Linked DNA regions of Mus musculus: all the other regions are linked to region 1. The links are chromatin contacts, called in public promoter capture Hi-C maps. All regions are on one chromosome and are shown on one strand. Each heading gives the region's core, a stretch centred on a gene start, on an enhancer-like site or on the middle of the called end of the contact. The rest is flanking DNA. Distances are from core to core; before and after follow the strand shown. Region 1 holds the start of E2f2 (E2F transcription factor 2). Region 2 holds the start of Cdc42 (cell division cycle 42). Region 3 holds the start of Syf2 (SYF2 homolog, RNA splicing factor (S. cerevisiae)). Region 4 holds the start of Alpl (alkaline phosphatase, liver/bone/kidney).

Region 1 (6,441 bases), core at 865-3,364:
CAAGCTAACACAAATGCATGCGGCTGGAAAATGCCCAAGAGCCGACACAGCAACAGAACACCACTCATCCTCAGTTTCTTGCCCTGTAAAATGGGCATGACAACACAGCCATGCCACTTCCTGCACTCCCAGGAAAGGGATCATGGGAGGTAAAACTAAAGCTTGACTCCAAAGGCAGAAAATGAGGCTGGCTCTGCCTAGAGCCAGAGAGGTGACCACTGAGCTCTGAGCCTGCCCCAGGGGTGGAGAAAGAAAAGACAGAGCCACAGGTCGGACAAAATACCCTGGGGACACAGGGTGGTCTTATCCCTGTCCCTAGACTTACCATACCCTACAAATACCATCTCCCCTCCTTGACACCTGCTTCCAAACCTGGAACTAACAGAGGAGACAAGCCAAGGAAGATATATTTTCTAGAAGAGGAAAGGTGGGGCTGGCGAGATGGCTCAGTGGGTAGAGGAGTTTGCCACCAAGCTGAACAGCTTGAGTTTGATCCCCAGGACCCACTCTGAAAAAGAAAACCAACTCTGAAAAGTTGTGCTCTGACCTCCAAACACAGTGTGGCACAAACGGTCCCATCCCCCACATAAATGTAATTTTAAAACTTTTTTTTTTTAAGAAGAGGAAACAGAGGCCCTGACATCCAAATATACACAGTGAAGACCAGAGCTGAAACCAGCCACCCCAACCCTCCCTCTAACTCCCTCAGGCCCTTTCTCATCCATTCCCACAAACCCTGTACTACAGCCCAAACGCCACCACACCAGGCCTTCCCTGACAACACATCTCTCACTCGCGAGGTCACAGTCCATCTGAACAGGAAACCCAAGAGACGGACTACATTTGCATTGCTACTGGCTATTTCGGACGATGAGCAGGCTGTGGGGAGGACCTGAGGACAACACTTGAGAAGGAGCTGGCTAGACAACTCTGGTCCAGATACCAGGCTGGACCAGAGACCTGGGAGACCTATGCGGATTTAAAGTCACCAGGAAATCCCACAGGCCAAGCCCCTGGCCTGAAAAAGCAGGTGTTGGTTCTGGCGTAAACAATGAAAGAATGAATGAACTTAAGCATCGTCGATGCCTTGGAAGCTTCCTCAAGGTCACGCAGGCGCTAGGGGCACTGGGCTAGGTCTCCAGGCTCCCCTGACCAGTGCTCATTGCAGTCCGCGACAGCAGGCGAGATTACTTCACGGAGTCGGAAAATGAAAGGGTTCTCTCTACTGCCAGTCCCGCTTCCCCACCTCAACCAGCTGTAATCAAGCCGTAGGGCGTCCCAAGCACCCTCTCTCCTTTTTCCCCACCCAGACACGTATACGGGAAGTACAGGGGGTCCCCCAGCATTACCGGCAGCCGGCCTGCGGGTGCACATCGCACAATTTGGCCCTCGGGTCCGTGGGGAGTGGCGTCGAGGCAGGTGCCCAGCGCCACAGAGGAAGGCACCGTCTGCGTGTAAAGCGAAGTGTAGTAGGTGGTGGCGGTGGTGGCCGGGCAGAGCTGGGGGCTGCTCAGACCCGAAGGCCACAGCTCGGTGGGGTTCAGCGCCGGCAAGCTCTTTGTAGGTTGCGCCGTGGCCGGAGCCAGGGTCCGCGGCGCGCGCAGCATGGCGAGTGCGGCGCCCCCTACCCACTCGGGTCTGGCGCGCGCGCGCGGGGCACCTGCGGGCTTTGCAGCCGGCTGCACCGCGGACGCCGGGAGCAGCCGCCAATGGACGCCCGCCGGGCAAGGCCGGACCCTCCCCTCCTGGCCCGCCGCCCAGCGCTGCCGAGCTCGGAGATCGCCACTCGGAGATCGCGTGGCACAGGTGGCACTGCCAGGAGTTGGCCCGGTCCGGCTCGTGCCCCGAATATCTGGGCGTCCGGAGTCGCGCCCGTGCGTGAAAGCGTCCCGGAATGCCCACGGACCCCGCGGACACTCGTGTGCTCTGACCCGCGAAGGGTGTCCTGTGCGCCCTGCTGAGCTCTGCGTTCACCCCTCTAGTTCCCGTCCCTTGCTTGGACTCCTTTTTCTTTTCTTTCTTCTTTTTTCTTTCTTTTTCTTTTTTTTTTCTTTTTTTTTTTTTTTAGCGCCAAACTATATGCCGCCAAATTCGGATCTCCCGCGGAAAATGCCGCGCCTCGATTGGCTGCTACAATATATATAGGCTCCTCCCACCCACCCACCCCCGGAAAGGCTTAGTCTAAGAAACAGCGATTACGACAGGAGCTTAGTGGCTTAAAGGGGCCGCGACATCTGCTGACTTCAGCGTCCTCTTGTAACAGTAGGCGAAACTGAGGCAGGAGGTGCATCTGGAACACCCAGCATAAGGACCAACAGTACAGCGAAGAGCGCTGAGGAGCGGACCTCTTTTCCTTGGGGGTGGGGCCAAACATTGAAAGAGAGTCAGAGTCGGGACCTGAGTCTTGACCCTCAAGTGCATTTCCCTGGCCACAAAACCTTTTGTTTTCGCTTTGTTGCTTAGTTAGGTTAAATCATTTATTAATATATTAATTAATATAACCAATATGTCCTCTTTCTCTTCAAATGAAACCCAGGAACCTGTTCCTCCAGGCTTTAATTGGCAGAGGGGCAGGGAAGGGTGGCGCCTCCCTTTTATGTTTTTCTTCAGGAAAAAAACTAACCTCTATTGAGCGCCTACTGTACGCCCGTACAGTACACTAAGATTAGACCATTATATATGTTATGTTGTTTAATTTATCCCATCAATCCGGAGAAGTGGGATGGGTAAGACCAGGGAGTCGGAGGGGCGGGATATTGTGCCTCGGGTCATTCACAGATTCGCTGATCTGAGAATTGGCAGTCAAATGTAGGACAGTCCAGGTCGGGAGTCTTTGTTCTAGTAAAGAGCTCCTTTCCACTCTCCCAAACTCTGCCCCGCCCTTGACAGGCACAGCGTGGGTGAGGGTCCAGAGTTTGTCAGGTCATTTTCCCCAACAGGACCCAGCACTCTTCCTTCCTGAATCAAACACCTCCAGGTTTCTTCTACACAAATTTTTGTTTGTTTGTTTTTGTTTTTGTTTTTGTTTTTGTGAGACAGGGTTTCTCGGTGTAGCCCTGGCTGTCCTGGAACTCACTTTGTAGACCAGGCTGGCCTCAAACTCAGAAATCCACCTGCCTCTGCCTTCCAAGCACTGGGGTTAAAGGCGTGCGCCACCATTGACCGGCCTAAACAATTATTTTACCACAACAGGAGGGGGGGTGGGCTGAGTCCCCGTGTTAAGACCTGATCAGATCATCACAAACCAGGTAGCCCAGGCTTTCTCTTCGACATTCTTAATTCACATCCAGTCCCCTAACCCTTTTGTGAAAGCTGTTTGACAAGATTTCTTCTCCATTCTCTGGGTCTTTTTTTTTTTTCTCTCTCTCTCTCATTCCTTATGTCGGAGTCACAGAGAAATCTCATGGCACAGTATATGCAAAGCCTTCGGCACAGAGCTTGGTCCATGAGAATCGACAGCTGTTGCTATATCAGACTTGATCTGGAATACACAGGCCTCTTTAGTCTACAGTAGACCACCAAGAGGTGGTGACACATGACTTTAATGCCAGCATGTGAGAGGCAGAGGCAGGTAGATTTCTGAGTTCAAAGACAGCCTGGTCTACTGAGTGAGTTCCAGGACAGCCAGGGTTATACTGTCTTGAAAAACCAATAAACAAATAAACAAACAAACAAAAAATAGTCTGCTATTTCACTGGTCCCTTAAGTCCCAGCTTAAACTTCTCCTCCTCCCGGAAGCCTTCCCTGCCTGTTTGCCCTCTCTCACCCTGAAGGCCTTTACTCTTTGAACGTTTATTGTGGTTTGCCTCAAGCAAGACTTGGCTTTCTTGCCTTGTAAATCATTGCTTTCTATCTAAGTTTTTTTCAATGCTCTCAGTCAAGTCTCTCTCTGAATGAGGCCTGGCTTGGCATGCAGAAGGTGGATAATAAGTGTTACGACTTGCTTGTGTGTCCGGCAAAGAGAGGCAATAGTGAGTGAGATTTGAAATCAGAAAGTCTAGGGATCCCTCACAAAGTCCTGCCCACTACGTCCTAGCTGAACAGCCCTGGGCAGGTCAGCTGTGGGGCCACCTCTCGGAACCTCCATTCCCTCAACCACCCAATACAGAGAAAGCTGCTACTCGGCCTGGGGCCAAGATCTTCCCTCTCGTTCACAGGACAGTAGAAATGATGGCCACTGGTCTGTAGCAAGACCCTACCACATGCACTTCACTCTGGCGCTTCCTGATCCCCACACCATACCACACTACACTGTTATTATCCCCATTCTACAGATGAGGGCACCTGGAAGGAATTGTGGCTGAGCAGGTTTGGAGCCGAAGCAAGGCCCCAGGGCCAGGGAGGGAATGGAGGTGGCAGGGAGGGGCCGGGAGAGAAGAAGGGAGCCAGCAGCCAGTGAGGGGGCTGAGAGCCAGTTCTCTGTGGTTGAGTTTCGGGTAGTTGGGGTTGGCTTTGGAGTTTCGCTGCCTGGGAACGGATGGATTCCTGTGAGAGGTGTGGGCATGGATCAAGCAGGAACCCTGCAGCTTGAGTTCTTGCTCCTTCCATCCGTGCTACATGCTGCGATGTCAGTCCGGGTGCTAGACCTCGAAGCTTTGACTCTTACACCTTTGAAGTCGGATGGCAAAGTGGGTTTTTCTGGGACGCCCCACGGAATCCATGGAAGGGTCCCAGGTGCGTCCTCGGTGTTTGATGCAAACACCCAGCTGTGTGCTTTTATGCTTATTTTTATTGTTTGATAGTAGTCATGGTGCTTCGGAAATAGGGTCTCACTATGAAGCTATGACTAGCCTCTCTCTGTAGACCAGGCTAGCCTCAAACTCACAGAGATCCACCCGCCTCTGCCTCCCAAGTATTGGGATTAAAATCATACGCCATCAACCCGGCATGGTGGCCTGCACCTTTTAACCTCAGAGGTTGGGAGGCAGAGGCAGGCAGATCTCTGAGTTCGAGTCCAACCTGATCTACATAGTGAGTTCCACAAAACAGCCAGGGCTACATAATGAGACCCTGTTTCAAAAATCAAAAATCGAGGGGAGGGGAGGGGAGGGGAGAGGGGGTCTTCGGAGGGGAAACCAGGAAAGGGGATAACATTTGAAATGTAAATAAAGAAAATATCTAATAAAAAAAAAATCAAAGCGTGTGCCACCGTGCTTATTTTGTTGACGCCTCTGAGTTATCTTGTAACAGGTCCAGCGTGAGCACATGAAGAAACTAAGCATGAGTCATACAGGCAGTGGTTCTCAACCTCCCTTATGCTGACGGAGACCCTGTAATACGGCTCCTCATGTTGTAGAGACCCCCATAAATCAATTTCATTGTGACTTCATAACTGTGATTTTGCTACTGTTATGAATTGTGATTTAAATATCTGTGTTGTCTCGTGGTTTTAGGCAACCCCTGTAAAAGGGTCATTCAACGACCTCCCCCCCAAAGGAGTCATGACCCGACCCACAGGTTGAGAACCTCTGATGTAAAGGGATTTGACAAAAGGTTGCATAGGAATGATGACATTAAGACCAAACTCAGATCTCTGTCTCCCAAGGCACTGAAGTCTTTTTTAAAAAAGATGTACACATAAAAAGGATTTTATGTGTACAATTGCTTTGCTTGCATATTGGTTCTGGTGCCGAGTGCGTGCCTGGTGTTGGGGGAAGTTACTGATGGTTGTAAGCCTACATGTGGGTGCTGGGAATTGAACCTGAGTCCTTCACAAAAGCAACAAGTACTCTTAACAGCGGAGCCAACTCTGTGGAGCCATATACCAAGAATGTTGAACAAAGCACCAGTCTCAGAAATCCAGGCCTTGTGGTGAGCCAGGGGTACCTGGGCCGCAGAAGGGATGTGCAATCCCAGAACTTGGAAGCTGGAGGTGAAGGCAGCAATTCAAGGTCAGCCTCAACTACATAGTCTTAGGATAGTCTGGACTATATGAGACCCTGTATACATAATACATAATACATACATACATACATACATACATACATACATACATGCATACATACATACATACTGCTCACAACTGGGTACATTAGGGATGTTTCAAACCATTCACCAGACGATGAAATGGTGACTCAGGATATTAAGGACCTGCCTGAGGCACAGGGCTAATATCAAAATCCTTATCTAAGCCAGGCACAAAGAGTCTTGGAAAAGTCCCCAAACTGGTGCAAACTGCCATTCTCCATGTGGGTCATCCGCTGGTGTGTCTCCTAAAAAGTCTCTCAGATGCCTCTGCTCAAAATCCTGTTTAGCAGTCAGGTCATGATGGCACATGCCTTTAATCCCAGCACTCAGGAGGCAGAGGTAGGTGGATTGCCAGGTTCAAGGCCAGCCTGGTCTACGGAGTGAGAGAGCAAGTTCCAGGGTAACCAGGACTATACAGAGAAACCCTGTCTTGATAAACAAATAAAAAAAAAATACTGTTTATCAAAGCCAGAA
Region 2 (7,362 bases), core at 453-2,952, 1.2 Mb before region 1:
AAATTGATGAGGTTTTTTTGTTTGTTTGTTTGTTTTGTTTTGTAATCACAAGTTGCCATTTATGGTCATCGGAGTGGAGGGTGTGGCTGAGTGGCAGAGCACTTGCCAAGTATCTGGTGAGCCCTGGGTCCTCCCTGGCATCGGAGAAAGGCTAGACAACTTCGATCCCTATAGGGTGAGATTGCCCACATAGGGAAATGCCCACAGGGTAGAATGCAGCCTTGCTATAAGCGGGGCTTCGTTCGACACAGAACGATGTTTACAGTACAGCTTTGAAAGAAGTAGATTGCAGGCTGGGAGGTGGCTTAGAGGGCAAAGTGATTGCTGCGCAGGTGTGAGGACTTGAGTTCGAATCCCTAGGGCCCACATAAAGCTGGATGCAGGAGCACACATCTGAGGTCTCAGAGTTCTGCCTCCTTAAGACACACCCTCCTGTTTTTTGAGAATGGATGTTTTGTATCCTAGGACACTCTGAATCTTCTATGCAACCAAGGGTCACCATAGATTTTTCTGCTTCCACCTCCCAAGTGCTGGGATTACAGCCATCCATCTCAGAGCTTGGATTATGAATGTGGTAGAGGCACTAACGTGGGGCTTCGTGCATTCTTGGCAAGCTCTCTACCGACTGGGCTACATCTCCAGCCCGCAAGAGAACATTACTGAGATAAGGTTCCTCTAATGTTGGGGAGCATCTGACAGAAGGCTAGGCTCTCTATTCTCCAGCAGCTAGTACACGGCCAGAGAAGGCAGCTATTCAACAGGCGCCGAGATGACAGGGAAGAGAAGGATTTGATAGGTCAGATCCAACCAAAGGGGCCAGGGGAGAGCACTCAGGGACAGTAAATGTAGGACTTTTTTGAGGGGGAAAGTCTTTAGTTCTAAACAAAACCGAGGGTGATACTCAACTCCCACTCCAAAAACAGACAGATAAAGCTGTGCACAGCAAGTCACTTCCTCTCTCAGAGAAGCAAAGAGGCAGGCTATGGAGGGGCACGCCTATAAGCTCAGCACTTCGGAGGTAGAGGCTTAGCAGTTTAAGATCAACCTCTGGTACCTAGTTAAGCATTCAAATCCAGGCTGCGCTAAACGAGATCACGTCTCAAGTTATTAAAAACAAAACAAAACAAAACAAACCCGGTAGCCTGGGTATGGTGATGCACACCTTTAATCCCAGCACCCAGGAAGCAGAGGCAAGGGATTCTCTGAGTTCCAGGCTAGCCTGGGCTCCACAGCAAGTTTCAATACAGCTAGGGCTACCCATGGAAAGAAACTCTTGTCAAAAAACAAAAAACAACAACAAAAAAGAGAGAGACAGCTCAGGCATGGTAGTACATTTCTTGAAATATCAGAACTCTGGAAGCAGAGGCAGTAGTATTGCTGTGTTCTGGGACAGCCTGGTCTACATAGCCATTCTGGGATAGCAAGGGCTACATAATGACACCCTGTCTCAATAAAATAAACAAAAATATAAAAGTAAAACATATTTACAACACTTTTCTTCACGAAGTTGCAAGACTCAAAATAAACTTTAGTTACAACACCGTGCACATCATTGTTCATAGTTTTATTACGGATAAAAAATACCGTTAAAAGGCGCAGAGAGCCAACCAGAGCATGCAAGGAACGCAGCCCGCGCGCGTGCGCGCCAAGGGGCGGAGCCCGAGCCGCCCTCAGCCCCTTCTCTCTCTTTGTCCCTCCCACTTCCGCGGGCACCCAACCATGCGTCCCCTGCGTGCTGACGTCAGGCGCGTGCCCCTGTCCGGCAGCCGAGGAGGCCCCGCGCAGTGCTGCCAACGCCCCGGCGGAGAAGCTGAGGTGAGTGCGGGGCCCGAGAAGCCTCCCTGCGGGAGCGTCTTCTGCGCCGCCCGGTCCCCTTCGCGTGTCCCCCCCCCCCCCGTCCTCTCTCGGTTCTCGAGGATGCTCGCGGGCAGGGGCATCCCGGTGCTTGCGGGCGGTGGGCCGCGAGGGAGGGCTTGCCGGGGTCGCGTGCGCCCGCCGGCCCGGGTTCTGAGGGAAGCGAGGCGGGGTCGCGGCGAGGCTTAGGGCTGGAATGGCGGCGCGGCGCGGCCGGGGATGGCGGCGGCCGAGGGCACAGCCCGGCCGAGCTGTCAGCGGCGGCGGCGGCGGCGGCGGCGGCGAGAGGACCGGGCACACCCATCCCACCCGCTCCCCTCCCCCTCCGGCCGCCCGCGGGCTCCGAGGCCCCGGGGCGCGGGGTGGGAGACGCCCGGTCCGGACCGGGGTCGGAGGCCGGGGGCTGTCTCTCCGTTGTGGGCCTCGACTTCCTGCTTCCCCGGCCCCGCCACGGACGCGTTGCGGCTGGCGGGGGAGGGGAGCGGAACTGCGGCCGCAGGGCCGGGCCGGGCCGGGGCCGAGGTGACGGACCGGGCGGCTCTGCGCCTGCGCCCCTCGGCGGTCTCCAGCCCCGCGCCGTGTCCTCTCCTGCCCCGCGGCTCCCGGGGCTCTCCTGCCGGGGCCGGCCTCTTTGCCATCCGGGACCTGCCTAAGCACCTCCCGAAACCCCGCCTGGCCACTTACTCAGTTCCTCGTTCCTAGCAGGAAATTTTCTTTGTCGGTTATTATTACTATTTTGTAAATTCCTCTTTCCACCCCTTTAACTCTGGGAGAAATTCAGTGTGGAAGATTACGTCATCGCAGCATAAGGGGTGAGAGTTTTAACTCCTACAAGTCAGGGCTATTCAAATTAAGACAGCATCTTGCGGCCTTTGTGGGTCAACCCAGCACATTGGTTCAGAGTAAGGTGGCAATTTTTTTTTGTTGTTGTTGAAATCCTGTTGCCTGTCTTCAGGCTGCCTGAGATGCACCTAAAATACCGAAGGTTCAAAATCTTAGGTTTAAGTTATTTTGGTCAGGGAATATACACTGTCTGCAGCCACTTGTGTAGGTATGATCTTTAAAGGACCCCTTGGCTATATACTCGGGTGAATTGCAGGAGCAATTCTTTGCCACACTAATTGTGACTTACTTGATGTAAAGAACCCAACTTCAGTGCATGGTTTGAAGAATGAGGTGAAAAGAGAATTTCGTCATACCCCTGATTTGTCTTTGTTAGGATTGCAACTTCAAAGTTGCATGCTTTAGTTTTTCCATTAAAAGGGCTTTTGGATTTTTTTTTTTTTTTTATCTTGAGACAGGGTCTCCATATGTAGCCCCGGTTAACCTTAAACATAGAGGGACCTCCTAGTCTCTGCCTCTCAAGAGCTGGGCTTACAGGAATGAGCTACTTGAATTACCAACCTTGATTTTAATTTCTAACCCTAAAAACTTGAGTAATATTTTTAGATCACTAGAATGGTGTGTCCTTTGATTATAGTACACACTAGCATTGAAGAACATTAACACTGCAAAGCAAATGATATCCAGTGCATCCCTGTAAGGGTGGCTCATGTTTGAACAAGACTTTTCCCATTATTGCTCATTTGTATAGAAAATGATGTTTGTAAAATACTGGAGTGGTGGATTCAAATTGGCTTTCTGTAGTTGGTAGTTGTGGAGCTTGAATCTTCCAAAATCTTCCAAAATTTGTTAGCCTTAATGTGACATATAGGAATATAAAATTGGAATACTTACCTACTATTGTGTTTTTTTTAGCCTATATTTAAAAGGTTTATATGTGCACCATTTTTTTTTTTTTAATTAACTAGTTTGGGCTGGTGAGATGGTATAGTGGATAACAACACTTGTCCAACAGGCCTGACTACCTTAGTTGGGTCCCCCAGAACCCAAAGTGGAAGGAGTGAATCCTCTCCAAAGTTGTTCTCCATTGGGCCTTAGTGGTCCTAGCCTTTAATCCCAGCCCTGGGGAGGCAGAGGCAAACTCTTGAGTTTGAGGCTAGACTCATCTACACAGCCTGTCTTGAAGAATCAAAAACAAAAGCTGTCTTCTGATCTTCACACTCTTGCCAGTGTGTATGTGTACAAATAAATGCACACAATAATAATAAAAATTAAAAACACAATTAGTTTGATTTTGACATAAGAGATTGGCAACTGAGTATTTACAAGGAGTTTGTTTTTAAACAATTTGTTCAAGACCCTAAAGTGCCTTATATTCTGTTAAACTCTTATTTAAATTCAAGATGTTTTCATATTGAGACAATACCTGTGCTTAGTAAACACATTCCCTGCTCCGGTGATCCTTGTAAACCCATCAAGACTAAAGTTTACAAAGTTTACAAATCTTTGCAAAAAGATTTGTTTTCTTAGGAATATTTTTGTAGATTATTTTATTTCAGATTTTCATACATGTGAAACATTTTATATTTTGACCACCCTATCTCCCTCCTCTGTCCCTCAGCTCTCCCCTCAGTGAGTCCATCTCCCAACTCTTGTTCTTTTTTGTGACCCACTGAGTCTAATGCTGCCCCACATTTCTAGTTACTTTTATGATACGTATACTGCAGATTTTTTTTTTCTTTTTTTTTGGTCTAATGTACTTTTTGGAGGAGAATTGATGGGGCTTGAATGCACAGTCAAACTTTGATCTTTGATTCATAGGGCTATAATTTAAGTGGTTCTTCCATTTTAGTTTTAGTTTTTTGTTTTTTGTTTTTTTTTTTAAAGAGGATAAGGGGCATTTAATTACAAGATCTCTTATGAAAGGGAACAATTCATATTGAGTGTATTTTTCTCCCATAAACAGCTCTCTATATTCCTCAATGTAAAAGGGCTATTCTTTATTTCTCTGATACTGCCTTTTCAGTCTTTGCAGAATGTTTGCTGCCAGTTTCCCCTGATCAAACATAAGTAAGTTGTGGGAAGTCAGGGCTTTGACTTGGTATGGTTATTCTGTATCCCTGGCACCTAGGTAGGATACTGCCATACATATGGTGGGCTTTAATAAATATTTGTTGAATGAGTATATTTGGTAATAATGTCTGAGGGTTATTCATTTACTGTACATCCCGTAGGCCTTCCTGTTTGTTTCCTCAGATTTGTTTACTTATATGCCTAGTCAGCTGTATCCAAATCTGGGCTCACTGAAACTTGCTAAGCTTTTCTTGCTTGACCTTATCCATCTGTTTAGTACAGTGTTTTCTACAGCTGCACTATCTGGAAAATTTGCCATCAACTAGAAAGTCATCTGGACATTATTCTTTTATTCTTCTAAAACAAATCCAGACTTAACCTGTTTCCTCATTTTCCTGTATTTATGTGTTTGCAAATAGTAGCTTATTTCTGTCCCCTTCTTCACCCCCTGCTGTGTCAAGTTTCCTGGTCATGTGATGTTTTGCCCCTTGTGAGTTTCTACTTTTAGTTGCTCATCTCTTCTATCCAAAGTATTTTTACTGAAGCGTTTTTTGTTAGTGCTATTCCACTTTGTCTGCCACTGCTGGTGTTAGTTTAGAGTGTTAAGAGTTCCTCTTCACTAGTTACCCTGGGACGTGGGTCTCATACTGTTTATTCCAAATGAAGAGACTAAATGTTTTGTCACCTACATGGTGTCCTTCCTTGCAGTTTTGAGAATTAAGAAGCTTGTCAAGGCAGCACATCCCTATAATCTTAACACTTGGAAAGTACAGAAGAATCTGGAAGAAGTTTAAGGCCAACCTTGGTGACATGCAGTTCTAGGCTAGTCTGAATTACATGAGACCATGTCTCAAAAAAAAAAAATCAGTTTTCAATTTTTAAAATTAGAGTCTCCTAAGTTACCAAGGTTAGCCTTGAACTTTCCTTACTTTTATCTCACTTTCTATCAGTAGCTAGGGTTACAGACCTGAGCTACCAGGCCCAGCTTAGAATTGGTATGTGTCTAGGTTTATTTTGTGTGAATGAGTATTTTGTTTGTATGTGCGTATGTATGTGTACTGTGTGTGTGCCTGGTGCCCACAAAGGTCAGAAAATGTGGTGGGCTTTCCTGGCACTAGAATCACTGCTGGCTGTTCGTGCCAGGAGCTAACCTGGGCCTTCTGCAAGAGTAACAAGTGATCTTAACAGAGGAACCATTTGTCCAGCATGATCCTTTTCTTCTACAACTTAATACCTAGAATTAGTCGTTAATGTTGCAGTGTGGGTACACTGAACTTAATGACTTGACTGTTGCTCACTATTTTTCTTTAACACTTTCTACTTCTTACACATCATTTTCTTGAGGCTCTTCGTTTCCATTTGTTGCTTAAATTCTGCTGATGTGTGTTCTTGAGCTGCTGCTGCTTAGAGTGGTTAGAAGCATAGATTCTGGAGCCAGACTGCCTGAGTTGAAATCCTTGATCTGTCATTTATTAGCATGTGCAATTTTAGGTCATGCCTTGTGACTTCAGTTTATCCTTTGAAAAATGAGGCTAGCAAGCCTGACAGGTAACTCACAACTATAATCCCAGCACTGAGAAGGAGGAGGAGGCAGGAAAATGAGTTTAAGGTCATTATAAGTCTTGGCCATAGGAGTTAGATGGCAGTCTGAGCTACGTGAGACCTGTCTCAAATAAAAATAGAACAAAAAATGAGGCTAGTAACAACACCTGCCTCACAGTGTGGAAGATTGTATCAGTGAATGTATATGACATGTTTTCAAGACTACTTACCTGCAGGCAGAGCTGTGTAGGTGCTGCTCTCACTGTTACTCTCTCCTAGGCCCTACCCCTTGACCTTTAGAAGCTGTCTTTAGTTCACAGGTGAATGGTTTTTTATGGCCTTCCCTCCTACAGACTAATCTCGTAAATCCTAAAAAAAATTCCAAGTGGAGATTCTTATCTTCTTTACATTTTTTTGTTTCCCTCTGTCATAAATTCTTGCAGGGTCTGCAGATGTGGCCCAGAATAGTTATTAATGTGGCCCAACACAAAATTGTAAACATGACTTAAAATTGGAGTTTGTGGGGTGTGTGTGTGTATGTATGCATGTATGTGATTTAAAATTAAATTGTGTGTGTATTGGTGTCACAGTTTATGTGGTGTTAAGAGGACAACTTTGTTAGTTCTTTCCTATGCCATCAGTATGGGTTCTGGCAATTGAACTCAAGATGATTAGGCTTGCGGAGTAGAAACTGTTATCTTCTGAGCTATACACTTAGAACTTTTCTAATTTTTTTTTTTTTTTTTTTGAGACAGGGTCTCCTGAATCCCAAGCAGGCCTTGAATCATTGTGAAGTTACATATGATTTTGAATTTCTGTTTTTTTCTGCTTCTACCTCCCAAATACTAGGATTAGAGGCATGTACTGCTATGCTAGGTTTATGTGCGTATTGGAGATAGGGCTTCATGAATGTTGGGCAAGCACTCTGTCAACCAAGCTGCATTTCTAGCACATAGCCTATTTAAAAAAAAAAAAAAATTAGGGGTTGGAGAGATGGCTCAGCAGTTAAATACGCTGGCTGCTCTTCCAGATATTCTGTTTAATTCCCAA
Region 3 (6,987 bases), core at 327-2,826, 1.2 Mb after region 1:
TATTTCTGTGTGTGCATGCGCATGCCTTAGCCTTGTGTGGAGCTCTGTGGACAACCCTGTGAAGACGGAAGTCAGTTCTCTCCCTCCTTCCACTTCTCCCTGAGTTTCAGGGGTCAAACTCAGGTGGCCAGGCTTGTACAAGGGCCTCTAACACTGAGTCATCTTGCCAGCCCAAGAAACACTTTATTCAAGACAGGGGCTGGACTGGGCACTTTAATCCCAGCACTTGGTAGTAGGCAGAGGCAGGAGGATTTCTGAGTTTGAGGCCAGCCTGGTCTGGTCTACAGAGTGAGTTCCAGGACAGCCAGGACTATACAGAGAAAAACCCTGTCTCAAAAAAAAAAGACAGGAGCTGGAGAGATAGCTCAGCAGGTAAGAGCACTGACTGCTCTTCCAAAGGTCCCAAGTTCAAATCCCAGCAACCATATGGTGGCTCACAACCACCTGTAATGGGATCTCACACTGTCTTCTAGTATGTCTGAAGACAGCTACAGAGTAATTTTTGTAATAAATAAATCTTTGGGCCGGAGAGAGCAGGGGTGACCAGAGCAAGCAGAGGTCCTAAATTCAATCCCCAAATACCACATAAAGGCTCACAACCATCTGTACAGCTACAGTGTACTCACATACATAAAATAAATAAATCTTTAAAAAAAAAAGAGATCAAGACAAAAACAAGTCAAGCAGGCTGAAAATCTTGGCAGGTGCTAGAAGGGAGACAGTAAGAAGATATAGCATGCCTTTTGAATTATAGTCCAAGAAAACAAGCAGGTTCAGAAAAAGGGTCAGATGACCAAGCAGTCACATAAAGAAGTGAGAGGGAGCTAGCTTCTGGGAAAGAATGCTAATGTTGAGAGTGACTCGCCAGCCATGCTTACGATTTGAGTAGACATCCAAACAAGAGATGGGAAATAAGTTATACTTTTTTGAGTCTGAACTCGGAGAAAAGGGAAAGTGTGTGCTCGCTGTTTTTAAGGTGAGAAAGGTCTGATTACTATTTCTAACCAATTATTTCCCTAGATGAAAAACGAAGAATCATGGAACAAGAGGAAAAACCTAAGGTACACCCGGTAATGTGGGTGTGGCCGGGTGGAGCAGGCGGGTGGGGCTTTTGACGTGTGTCAAAGCGATCTCAACCCGAGTCCAGACCCACCGGCGGGCGGAGATCTGGTCCCGGGGACGCCGGGTCCGGAGATCTGGTGCGTGGTGCGCCTTCCTCCTCCTGCTCCTCCAGCCCTACTGCCAGCCTGGCCCGCAGCCCCGCCACTCACCCGCTTCAGATGCAGCTCACGGAACTTGCGTAGTCTCTGCTCCCGCTTCTGCGCCGCCAGCTCCTCGGCCGCCAAGGGCCTGGCTTCCGCGCCATCCGCGGGGACCTGCGATCATAACCGGCTTCAGGCTCGGCGTCTGCCAGGGGCCACGGCCCAGGCCTGGGCCCGGCACCCTGGTCTCCCCGGGAGCCGCACCCGGATCCCACCCATGTCCTCAGCCCCGGCGTCTCCCGGACTGACACCTACGCGAAGCCGGTGATACTCACCACAACTTCAGTCACAGCCGCCATTACAGCCTTCTCTCTACTTCCGTCAACAACGCTGAGCACTTCCGGCGGCCTCTGGCCCGCGGCCCAGACTCAAGCCTTCCCGATGGCGTCAGTTTCTTCCGGCCTCTCACGCTCCTTTTAGTGGGAGGGACTGACGCGTGGTATGGCTATGCGCAGGCGCAAACGGGGCGGGGCGGGGGCGGGGCCCGGGAGGGACGACAAGGATGAGGAAGTGCTCCGAACCTGTCACCACATAGAATGGGACGCCTGGTTGGGGACTGCGTATCCTGTCACCAGCTCTAAAGAACCTTGTCTCTCTTGAATTTAATCCGCATTAAGTCCCTTCCATAGAGTAGATAATTTGCTGATGTTACTAACTGTAGAAGAGCAGGGCGGGCCCCATATCGTTCACTCTCACATTCCAGCACCAGAGCAACTACTAAGGTCACTAAGATAATTCGGGAATAAGACAGGGATATATGAAACGTGTACCTTTCAAAATCGACGACTAATTAATTTTAGAAATGAAAAAGCCATCCCACGTGTAAAAATAGCTGGGTACAAATCGGCTGTGGTGGCATTCTCCTAGCGTCTCAGCCGGTGGAGGCAGGAGAATATCAAGTATGAGGCTTGCCAAGGCTACACAGTGACTTCTAGGCTAGCCAGTGCTATAAGACATGGGATATCTAAAAGCTTAAGCACTGGCAAGAAAAAAATGTAAACTGTGGGCAATTCTCTTTTGAGTCCCCCTCCCCTGTAGGAAGCTACTTCTCAAGCTTAATAAAACTTGGCTTGCGCCTGGCAGTGGTGGCACACACCTTTAATCCCAGCACTTGGGAGGCAGAGGCAGGCGGATTTCTGAGTTCGAGGCCAGCCTGGTCTACAAAGTGAGTTTCAGGGCAGCCAGCCAGGGCTACACAGAGAAACCCTGTCTCGAAAAACCAAAAAAAAGAAAGAAAAAGAAAGGAAGGAAGGAAGGAAGAAAGAAAGGAAGGAAAAGAAAAGAAAAATCCTGTCTCTGGATTAAAAGAAATGAGTGAGTTACTTGGCTGGAAGAAGTGAGGCAGGTGAGTTGAGTCTAACTAGCACACAAAATCCCCACAAATCAAATGGAAGGCAATACATACCTCTAAATGAGGAAGTTACAGCCGGCCTATTTCTTTTTTTATGTATGGGGTTTTAGCCTGCATCCATATATGCACCACCTGCATGCCTGGTGCCGACGGAGGTCAGACTAGAGTTATGGTGGTCCTGAGCCACCATGTGGGTTCTGGGATGGAAACATCTTTCCACTACAGCCAGTGCTCTTACCTACTGAGCCATCTCTCCAGTCTGTGCATTTCAGTGTAGCAGCCAGGCTTTGAATCTACTGGGACTAGTTTCAGGCAGTTGATAAAATGTGTGCCAGGAACCAAACTCGGTGCCTCTTACAAGAGCAGCCCACACTCAACCACTGAGCCATCTCCATCCTGTGATTATCTTCTCATGTCAGAGATGTTTCATTTCTATAATTGCAATTTTATATGTAAACTAGCATATACTCAATATGCCTTGACAAATCTGTCACCACCTTCAGTTGCTGTCACTGTCGTCCTCTGAATCACTTTTAATATGTCTTTGTTTCTTGAGTCTCCCTATACTGTCTGCCCGTCCTGGAACTCACTGAAGACCATCCTGGTCTTGAATTCAGAGATCCTACTGCCTCTCGTGGGATGAAATACCTGTGCCCTCATTAGCCTCAGCTAATCTTCATTTTCTGATCCTGACTGCTACCTCCAGAGTTCTGGGATAACAGACCTGCACTACCACATATGTTCTATACCTTGCTGGATATTTACCAACTAGGCTACATCTCCAGCTCCTCATTCCTCCTTTAAAAAACAAAATCTCACCAGGCATGGTGGCGCACACCTTTAATCCCAGCACTTGGGAGGCAGAGGCAGGCGGATTTCTGAGTTCAAGGCCAGCCTGGTCTACAGAGTGGGTTCCAGGACAGCCAGGGCTACACAGAGAAACCCTGACTCGAAAATCAAAAAAAAAAAAAAAAAAAATTCCAAGTATGGTGCCCCACACCCTTAATCCCAGAACCTGAGGGGTTAGAGGCAAGCCTGGACATCCAAGGCTATATGAAATAGACTGATTCACTGCTACCTTAAAGAACGGCCAAAGAAAGGGATGTGACCAGGAATACACATCTAGATGATTGGATTTTTAAGTTTTCTGTAGGGTGAATCTTTGTTTTCAAAGGATGCTGAGTCCAATTGCATGCTAATGATAGATAGGGGCATTCTTGCCACCTATACTCTTTGGGTGGTCTTAACCAGACACAGTGGCTCATACCTTTACTAACAGCACAAGGACAGTCGAGGCAGGAGGATCTCAAGGCCAGTTCAGGACCAGCCTGATCTACAATGAGTTCCAGGACAGCCATGGCTATGTATATCCTTACTCAAAGCACAGTAAAACCCAAAAAGAAAAAAAGAAAAGCAAATTTGCCTTTGTGTATGTGGCCCCTGGGCTGCCTCCAGAAGGGCTAAAATACTGTTACTGATGCTGGGTTCACAGAAACTCAGGAAGCATTCTAACCAATTGAGCTACATCCCCAGCCTACTATTTGTACTTAAGAGGCAGCTGCTAGTCACACTACAAATTGTGATGACAGGGAATTTAGTGTTTAAATAGACAGTGGCTCATTTGTTGGGAAATGCAAATACACAGGCTGGCTTTCCTGTCAATTTAACACATTTGAGGACTGAGACTTAATACTTTCTCATCCCCATTTCCTGGCAAAGCTCAGGAAACTTTCTGCCCAGTAGGGAATATTGTTATTCTCAGTAGACGCTGGACAAAGCTCAGCTTACAGGGTGAAATCCTCCTGCCTGAGGCACCCACTAGTAGGTTGTAACTCTAACAGGGAGGTGGAGGTTGAGTTCTCACCTGGTGTTCACGACCTAACCACGCCTGGGGTGGAAGCTCCCTAAACTAAGACCAGGGTTTTCAGTCTCTTGGGTGACAGCAATGCTAGCACTGCCAATCCTGACAAGCTCGATTCTAACTTCTCCTTAATCTGGTTGGTTACTAATTCATATTCTTTTTAAAGGATCGCTTATTGGCAAATTCCCAAACAAGATAATGGGAACTTTCAAAGTGTAGCCAAGTTGAAGCCATTAATTTCTAAAGCATGAGATCTTTTGATACTGTCAACAGGAGGGATTTGGGTTTAACAGTCTCACTGTCCTAGAGCCTGCTATGTAGATCAGACTGGCCTTTAACCTCAAGGGTCTACTTGTTACTTGTTTCAAGTGTTAAAATCAAAAGCATAAACTACCATTCACAACTAATGCTGTCTTTTAAAGGTCAGTCTTTTATTTATGTGTATCAAGTTTGCCCACATGTGAGTCACACATCCCATGGAACAGAACGCTGGGTCCCCTAGAATTGGAGTTACAGATGATTAAGAGGAGTCTTAGGGCATATTCCAATACCAGCCCTGAGGGGATACACATTTAAAGAAAAAAGAAACCAATGTCCAACCTCCCTAATGCAACACACAAATGTCAAAGTATGAATTCATAAACCCTGTGTTGTTTTCAGGAAGGTTTCTTCTTCAGATGTAGACAGACACATTCAACATCCATAAAAATCAAGACAAATAATAAAAAGTTTATTAACAAATATACAAAATTCAGTGTACAACTGTGTCTTTAAAAAATTCACCTTTGTATATAAGCAATTCTATACAATACTTACAGATATATACAAGATTCCCACCTGTATGCAATTCTCTGGGTCATCTGTGTCCTCCTATCTTCAAGAGAAACCTCAACCATGAACGTCCCCATTAAGTCTCTTTCTGTAATGGATTTTAATCACATTTACTGCTGTGATCACTCAGGCAGACGATCTAATGCTGGACACAAACCCCTCAGTAAAGTGCAGTTTTGGCAACCCCAGCCCTTAGTTTTCCTTTAGACAGGTATCCACAGTCCGTAAGGACTTTTTTTCTTATCTATTTTTGGTGATCCTGAAGACTTCTCTTCAACAGCAGCTTTAGTTGTTTTCTGCAGTGGCTTTGCTACGGAATTCTGTAAGACAGTAAGTTGAAATCAACTTCAGAGGTTATCAACACACACACAAAGCCTACATAATAAAATACCGGACACCCAATTTTCAAGAATAATGTTTGGGTTCACTTACATTGGAGCTGAAGGCTATGTTTCTTTGTGTAGAAGACTTTTCACTGGTATTTTTAGTTGCATCTTCAGTCTGCTTTTCTGAATGCTAAAGAGGAAGAGAATTTTAAACATAGCCTTAACTTTTAAAATATTGTATTTAAAAAAAAAAAGCCCAACGTACACAAATGTAGCTGTAGATACACAAACCAAATTCCATCTATTGTCACAGTTAAAGAGCTAATCAACAAAAAAAGCCTGTTTTCCAATTAGCCAGAATGACTTGGGAGGCGCAGTTCCCCACGAATACCCGACTCCTGTTGTAGATATACCTCATTTTGAGTAAGTACAATAAAAAATGCTTCATCTAAAGAAGTGAGGCTTTTGCAATCCACTCATCAAGGAGCCCCTCTTTGCCTGAGCAAAGACCAGGCAGCCCCTGAGGTCTCAGCAATGGACAGACAAACCACCTTCATTATAGTTATTTTTTACCTTATGTTTCTATAAAGCAGTTTCTGAGACCAAGTCTCTTGTATCTATCCCCTAGCTGTCCAAGGACAGCCTCCCAAGTGCTGGGATCATAGGAGCGGGGTACTAAACCCAGTCTACACAGTGCTGGGAGCTAACCCCAGGTACTATGCACCCTGACAAAGTTCTCTACAACTGAGTTACATCCCAGCCCAAATTATTAACCTTAAGATCCAGGTTTAACTTATATACTGCAGTGTGCCAATGCACACCCTCTGTAGTTCTGGAGAATCGTAATAAACTTATCTGCAAGGGAAGCAGGCCTCTTCTTCTGTAATCTCTCAAAACATCTGGAATATATTGCATATATCATGTGAAGGACGTCTAGATCACAGATGCCCACCATGACAGTGCCTCTAGGCTGCTGAGCTGTCACTGCCTTACACAAACAGTCCCTAGCCCAAAACTCTAGCATGCACACCAACTCCCTTCAACAATGGCTAAGCTTTAGTCTGTAAACATAAACTCTGACACTTGAACCCATCATCAATTACCAACAGATTTTCTTCATCACTGTCTGGAGACCACATTCATGATTTCTATAAGACAGAAATAAAGCAGATAAACTATACTGTATGCTGAGCACAGACTTGGGAACATAATGGTGTACATGAAAACTACTGACAACACTCCAGTCTCTAGAGACTAGAGGGAGAGAAAGTATTACCAACAATGTACTGTTTTTACTGTAGTGTAAAGAGCAAACCAAGTGTCCAAGTGTCGACACGAAAGTAGTCCATCGTCTCC
Region 4 (6,665 bases), core at 2,692-5,191, 1.6 Mb before region 1:
GCCAGGAGCTGGGAGCAGGGCTGACATATGGGGGCCTAGGGAAGTAGAGTTGTATGTGTGAGGGGACCAGATGTGGGTCTGCCCATGATGGAAAATGGTATGAGGACAAACAACCAGAGATGAGATTAGACGGGGGTGGGGGTGGGTAGGGGAGATGGGCGGATGGGGAGTGGGGGATGGGGGATGGGAGAGGCAGGATCAAATTAAGCTTAGGACTGGATGTTTGGCCCCAGGAGAGTATGTTACATACTGCATAAGAACCTAGATTATCCCCGGGTTTGGATTTTCCTTCCTGTCTGAGTGGCCAAGGCCAGCCTTCTCTTTTCTCCCTCTGTCAGGTGCTAGAGTTGGCTCTTCAGCACACCTGGATCTATCTGCTCTGGCTTCCTGCCCTTATCATCTCTGTAGCCAGTAACCTACTCACTCATGATGTGCATTGTTTCTGTCAGCTGACTCCTGAGAATGCCCCTCACCTTCACATTGTTACCATGTATCTGTACTTCCTGGAGCAGCTTTGACCACATACTCGGCACCTAATAAACCTCTGTGGAATGTGTAAAAGTGCTTAACCTGTCCTAGCGGAGCTGAATGTGTCCTCTTTTGAAGAGAGAGAATGGAGTTAGGGATGTAGCTTAGTTAGGGGAGTGTTCACCAGACAAGGGCAAGGGCCAGCACTTCATGAATTGAGCAAGATGGTCTGTTCTTGTGATCTCAGCACATGGGTGGTAGAGGCAGTAGATTGGGAGTTTAAGATTACCCCAGTGGGGCTAGAAATATAGCTCAGAGGGTAGAGTACTCACATAGCATACATGAAGCCCTGGGCTCAACCCCTAGCAGAACATACACATATGTGGTAGCACACGTGTGCAATCCCAGCATGCAATGCAGGAAGTGGAGGCAGAAGGACTATCCTTGACTACATATCAGTCTGAGGCTATCCTGGGCAACATGATTCTCAATCTCTCTCTCTCCCAGGCTGGCTTCAAACTCAAATATCTGCCTGCCTTTGCCCCCCAGGTGCTGGGATTGAAGGTGTGTGTCACCAATCTTCAGTGAGACCCTCCTCTTAAAGAGAGGGTTAGGGGGAGAGTGGTGCTAGAGAGTCTGCCTCCATGGTTACCAAATGAGGCTTACTGTGAAGAAGAGCTTTGCATCTGGTTGACAGGCACAAAGGAAGTGTTCCTCAGCCGACGGCTCAGGATGGACTTTACTGGACTTTACTCCCCATTCTGGATGTAGGGCTGCTCTGGGCGGCCTGACCCACTGTGTGGACTCAGGAAGCCATACAGCAGGCCCCTCCATCCAAATCTCCAAGTTCATTTTTATACTGAGTTGAAGGTGGGGCCAGAGGGAGCCCCGGGAGTCACAAAACCGGAGCTTTGCTTGAAACATAACAATCACACCTTTAAACACCTACCAGAGTTCAGATGTCTTTCCTACCCCCAGGGGCCCAGCTGTCTCCTCTCCTTTGTCCTTGTCCACTGAGGTCCCTACTCTAAGCTTCTGGACCCCTGGCTCTTACTTGGTATCCCTGACCCCTTTTTTTTAGATATGGTCTCTCTCTGCAGTTGTTTGGTCTTGGATTTGTGATCCTCCTGCCTCAACCCTCTGAATATTAGGATTACAGGTGTGTGAGTCAACCCAGCTGTGACTATGAAACTTGGGCCTTACTTCAAGCAGGGAGCTCATGGCATGAAGTCAATATGGACAAAGAGAAAGAACGAACAGCTCTCAGGCACGGGAGCTTGGAGGTCAGGTGGTGCCATTTCCTATTTCTCGGAATCGTACCCTGGAGAAAAGACGGCGAGAGTTCTATGTAAGGGGCTGCTTCCACCGGCTGAGCAGGCCTGGCCCTGCAGAATCTGGGCTCCATTTACAAATGTTCTGGACCAAACAGCTTAACCAGAGGTACCTTGTCAGCCTACCAACCAGCCAGGACAGAGCTAGGGCAGGGGGTGGGGTGGGGTGGGGGCGGGTTTGGGCTCCTGATGTGAAGGCCTGACCCCCCTCCTTGCATCAAAAGTGGTACCCAGAGATCAGGGAAGCAAGGGATGCTGGGAGACACCATCTCAGGTGATTGCTTCCTTCTGTGCTGAATCTGGGACCCAGGGTCTCCTGCACATAGGCAAATGCTGTACCACTGAGCTGAATTCTTCAACTGAATTCTAGAGGGTCAGAGACCAACAACAGGGAAAGTGTAGCGAAGAAGGTGGCAGAAGGAGATCAGCAGCCACTCCGATCCCTTGGAGAGTGCTTTCGATTCTCCATGAAGACACAATGGACTCAGGCTAGCCATAAGTCAAGCCAGAATTGCTCATTCTCCATGTGTGGTGTTGGGGGCAGAGGAGAGGGGCTCCGTGGTAAGAGACAGGACCCTTCAGCCTTCAGCGCCTGCTGCTTCAGCTTCTCAGCTCTGCCAATGTTGGGAAGGGGGATCATTTATGATGCGGATGTCCCTCGGCACACAGATACAATCTCCAGCCTTTTGTCATCTTGAGCCCTTTGGCGCTAGCTAGCAAGTAATTGCCAAGTGCTGTGTTCTGAGCTCACTGCTGTCTTAACTCTCAGCTCCTTACAGACGAGGACTGCCGGGAAATGACCAAAGTTTCATTTATTCACCGCCCCAATGGCTTTTGCCATTATGACCTTGCTATGAAATACATAAATAAGGAGTAATTTACCCAATACTTGGTCTCACTTTGTAAAAACATAAACTTATTTCTCAAGGGAAATTTCCTAGCACCGCTGTAAATAAACAGCATTAATTATTAAAATACAAGAACAAATGAAAACAAACCCAGGCATTCCTGGGTTTTGGCATCAGGCTCCAGTTCCGGCCCTGAACTTACCGATGAGGTCACATGTTGTCTCTGGGCCTTGCTTTTCCTCCTGTAAAATGGGCTCAATAGTAGAGCTCATATAGAAGATGCCTGGACCTAAGACGGAACTTCAGGGTAGAAGTGATCAATCCTAGGTGCCCAGGAAGATGGAGTTCAGGGAAACCTGATCTTTGCTTTCAAATCTCTGGCTGTTGGGGATTAGAGGTACAGATGGGTTTTGTCAGCTTCAGTAGCGATGATAAGACCCTCCTCTTAGGAGGAAATGAGGAAGTATTCAAATGGTGGTGGCATTCAAACCTACCTCCAGGAGTTCACAGTAGGAAACGAATCAGAGACTTCAAAACCAGACTGGCTTTCAGGGGAAGGGAGGTGGTGGCCCTTGGGGAACTGGATAAGGCCCACTGGCACCCAGCGGTTGCCTTTCCTTGTTTCCTGTGCATGTTCCAAACTCGGTCTCTTATAACTCTCCCAATAACGTGAAGGAAGAAAAACCAGGGGATAGTGTCTGCGGGTTATAGAGCCTTGGCCAGTCCCCCGAAGTCACCAGAGCAGGCCTGTGGGCCTAGACAGTCTGGCTCCACTGCCTGGGAAGTGGTCTGCCCCGGGCAGGTCCTGGGGCTTCTGGCTGGGACAGACAGAATGTCCTGAGTCCCTGTTTCTTCAGATATTAGGGAGGGAGGGCCCTGTCCAAGGGGTCTCCTTCTGCTTCCTACTGACTTAGTTAAGGGCAAAAGAGAAAGTGGATAGGAAAGGGGTAAGGGTGTGAGGCTCAGAGGTGCACATGGTGACGGACAAGGATGTGTAGGCAGAAAGACGCACAGAAAAAAGGAGCCAGGTGGGTTCACAGACGCGCAGGGTCAGGCACAGGAAGACAACCATCGAGGGACAAAGTCTCCTACAGAGAAATCAAACCTAAAGACAAGCCAGCTGCACCCTGAAGCCAGGATGAGCCGCAGGGAAAGAGAGAGGCAAGGCGGGTTACCCTGCCTGTTGCAGCCCTACGGGCCGGGTCGAGCGCCGCGCTCCCGGCAGGGGGCGCCCTGGCAACGCAGAGGCACCCGCCTGGGGCTCGGGGTGCGGGCCGGGGGCGGGGCGGCCGGGGGCGGGGAGGCCGGCGGGTGCTCGGCCAGGCCGCCTTCATAAGCAGGCGGGGGAGGTGGCCGCCAGAGTACGCTCCCGCCACTGCGCTCCTTAGGGCTGCCGCTCGCGAGCCGGAACAGACCCTCCCCACGAGTGCCTGCAGGTAAGGAAAGCATGCTGCGCCCGTGGCTTGCGCGACTCCCACGCGCGCGCTCCGCCGGTCCCGCAGTGACTGTCCCAGCCACGGTGGGGACACGTGGAAGGTCAGGCTCCCTGGGGACCCACGACCTCCCGCTCCGGACTCCGCGCGCATCTCTTGTGGCCTGGCAGGATGATGGACGTGGCGCCCGCTGAGCCGCTACCCAGGACCTCACCCTCGTGCTAAGCACCTGCTCCCGGTGCCCACGCGCCTCCGTAGTCCACAGCTGCGCCCTTCGTGGTCCCTTGGCACTCTGTCCCGTTGGTGTCTAAAGTAGTTGGGGAGCAGCAGGAAGAAGGCACGTGCTGCGATCTTTGGCGGGAGAGATCGGAGACCGCGTGCTAGTGTCTGTCTGAGAGTGGGGGAGCCCAGGAAACGGAAGGAGCCTGTGAACGGTTCCAGGCTGTGTGCAGGTGAGAGTGGGGCTGCTGCCTTGCCCAGCGCGGGTAAGAAAGGGTTAAAGGCACAGTCACAGCGGCAGGACCCAAGACGGAGGAAAAAAACCTCATTCTTACTCCCACATTGTCCATGGTAATCCTTTTCAACGCGTAATGGGCCTGAGGAAGGAAGACTTGCAAAGGACTCTGGGGTATGCCTGTGAATCCTGATTAAAAAGGAAAGCTGGCGCGGCAACTCTGGAGAGATGCTGGCAGTCTGGAGGCTGAGGATCTCTGTGAGTTCGAGGCCACTCTAACACTCTAGGAAGATTAGGTCTCAAAATCATACACACACACACACACACACACACACACACACACACACACACACACACACACACACATACATATAACAGAGGGATTATTCTCAGGCCTGAAAGAACGTTTGGCTCCAAGAAGAATTCAAAGACCCCCCCTCAGGCAGCCTCAGATTCTCAGTCTGGTTGAGAATTAGGGCAACTGTTTATTAAATGCTGGATAAGGACTGCTCTGACACCTGACAGACTACAAATAGGGACAGAGAGTTTTAGACAATGTAGGCAATGACATTAGGCATTGAACCCTGTTGCCCATTCTCCACAGCCCAGGAGATTAAGGAGAGCCCCCCCCCAGTATGCCCTTCACCCTCCAAGCCTCTCTGGTCTCCCCAGTCAGCTCTTTCCTCTCCCACTCCCTGGCCGTCTCCTGTCTCTGCCTCCTTTTCCAATTCCTGAACCGTCTCTGGTTCCCTTAGGGGAGAACACAGCTTCTCAGAAGCCTACTGGTGGAGTGAGACAGGTCTGGGCTGGTTCGCAGCCATGTCAGTGATGGTCCCATCTATATGTTAAGACTACAGTGAATCAAAAGACCCGATAGGCCAGACAGTGAGTGTCTTCGATCCACACATACTTACCAGGCATCAGTTGTGCGCTAAACTCTGATCGAGGTGCTGAGAAGGGAACAGTAAATAACGACCCCTTCCCCCCACCCAACTCATTGAGGCGAACATTGGCATAATAAATTCTTTTCAGGCTTTGAAAATTTGAGTGTCACATGGTAGAATGAAGATGACGTAGTTCCCCCAAAAAAGGGATCAAGATGTCACACTGTTGTCACAGTGAGCAGCCAGTACATAGTACTAACAAGATGGGGTGAAACTGTGTGATCTGGCCACAGCTCTGCTCTCACGGTGGCTCGGGATTCTCCTTGAGGGCGTACAGGAGCTGGAAGTCTTTGGTCTGTAGACCCTATTGGTGGGGAGCATGCTGTACAGCCTGCAACATGTTTAGCGGGTTCACATACTTTAGAAAGCAGTGGCTGTCCCTAGCTCCAGTCTCAGCAGAGATTGCATCAGTGTGTACAGGGTTATGTCACTGCCTCTGAACCCTGCGATCCTGTCAACCACCTTTGCCCAGGCTCTGCCCATTCCTTGATGGGCTGGACAGGGAGGAAGCACTCAGCCTTCCTTACTGTCACTTGGGTGTCCTCCTCCCTCCCGGACACAGCCTGGGAGGGGAGCCTGGAGCTCCCGGCTGGGAATAGCCCAGGAATCTCCTGCCACCCACCTCTACCTCATTGCCCACAAAGCCCAGCACCAGGTCCTTTCCTGTTCTATCCTGCACAGACAGGAGATGTTATCCTTTCTTGCATATGAAGAAACCTCTTGAAGGGACAGTGACCTGCCCTGGGACATCTACAAGCCACTTGGGCATCTGGGGCTGGGCCCAAGTACCTACAAGTTTAGGTTCTGTGATAGGTTCAGTGATGTCCCTGCCAGAGCATATCTGGGCTTCAGGCTTCGGGGCAGGAGAGATGGGGGTGAATCCAGGATGTGGAATCCAGGGGTAGAGTTTGAAGTTCTCAGCGCGAAGTCTATCTGACTGGGCTATTAACACAAAAACCCTGGAGCTTGAGGAGAGCCTTGTGGGTAGCGGAGCAGACTGGGCTGAGAACTTGGGCTCAGAATTCTCCACGTGGCCACAGGAATGCTGACTGAGCTTCGGAGCACAACAGCCCATCGACATTGGCACACCAGGGCTGGGCTGTGTGGTATGTTTGTTATTTTGTCACCCCCCCCTCATATTTCTGTAGCTGTTCTAACCTTCAGAATAGAGTGGGAGGCAGTAGATT

What was found. Promoter capture Hi-C pulls out the DNA fragments that hold promoters and counts their contacts. Capture Hi-C pulls out chosen DNA fragments and counts their contacts.
Region 2: a promoter capture Hi-C map of adipose tissue shows a contact between it and region 1. The contact joins the promoter of Cdc42 here to the promoter of E2f2 in region 1. A contact is called at or near these places in 1 of 39 promoter capture datasets (liver), 1 of 484 Hi-C or Micro-C datasets (B cells), 1 of 115 datasets of contacts at active chromatin or transcription factors (large pre-B cells) and 1 of 9 other capture datasets (adipose tissue).
Region 3: a promoter capture Hi-C map of pre-B cells shows a contact between it and region 1, with 5 times the contacts expected there. The contact joins the promoter of Syf2 here to the promoter of E2f2 in region 1. A contact is called at or near these places in 4 of 39 promoter capture datasets (erythroid cells, hippocampal neurons, liver and 1 more), 1 of 115 datasets of contacts at active chromatin or transcription factors (thymic regulatory T cells) and 2 of 9 other capture datasets (adipose tissue and liver).
Region 4: a contact with region 1 is called in a promoter capture Hi-C map of pre-B cells, with 3 times the contacts expected there. The contact joins the promoter of Alpl here to the promoter of E2f2 in region 1. A contact is called at or near these places in 2 of 39 promoter capture datasets (the C10 cell line and pre-B cells) and 1 of 115 datasets of contacts at active chromatin or transcription factors (large pre-B cells).

Annotation. Positions count from the first base shown.
Region 1 is chr4:136,167,947-136,174,387 of GRCm38.p6, reverse strand. It overlaps E2f2 (E2F transcription factor 2), which reads right to left and starts at 2,114. Exons shown (of 7, transcript NM_177733.7): 1 at 1,350-2,114. The coding sequence starts at 1,607.
Region 2 is chr4:137,352,099-137,359,460 of GRCm38.p6, reverse strand. Cdc42 (cell division cycle 42) reads left to right here and starts at 1,702. Exons shown (of 6, transcript NM_009861.3): 1 at 1,702-1,815.
Region 3 is chr4:134,925,569-134,932,555 of GRCm38.p6, reverse strand. Syf2 (SYF2 homolog, RNA splicing factor (S. cerevisiae)) reads right to left here and starts at 1,576. Exons shown (of 7, transcript NM_026780.3): 1 at 1,538-1,576; 2 at 1,272-1,376. The coding sequence starts at 1,561. It overlaps Rsrp1 (arginine/serine rich protein 1), which reads right to left. Exons shown (of 5, transcript NM_023665.3): 4 at 5,738-5,821; 5 at 5,186-5,625. The coding sequence ends at 5,509.
Region 4 is chr4:137,793,660-137,800,324 of GRCm38.p6, reverse strand. It overlaps Alpl (alkaline phosphatase, liver/bone/kidney), which reads left to right and starts at 3,941. Exons shown (of 12, transcript NM_007431.3): 1 at 3,941-4,083.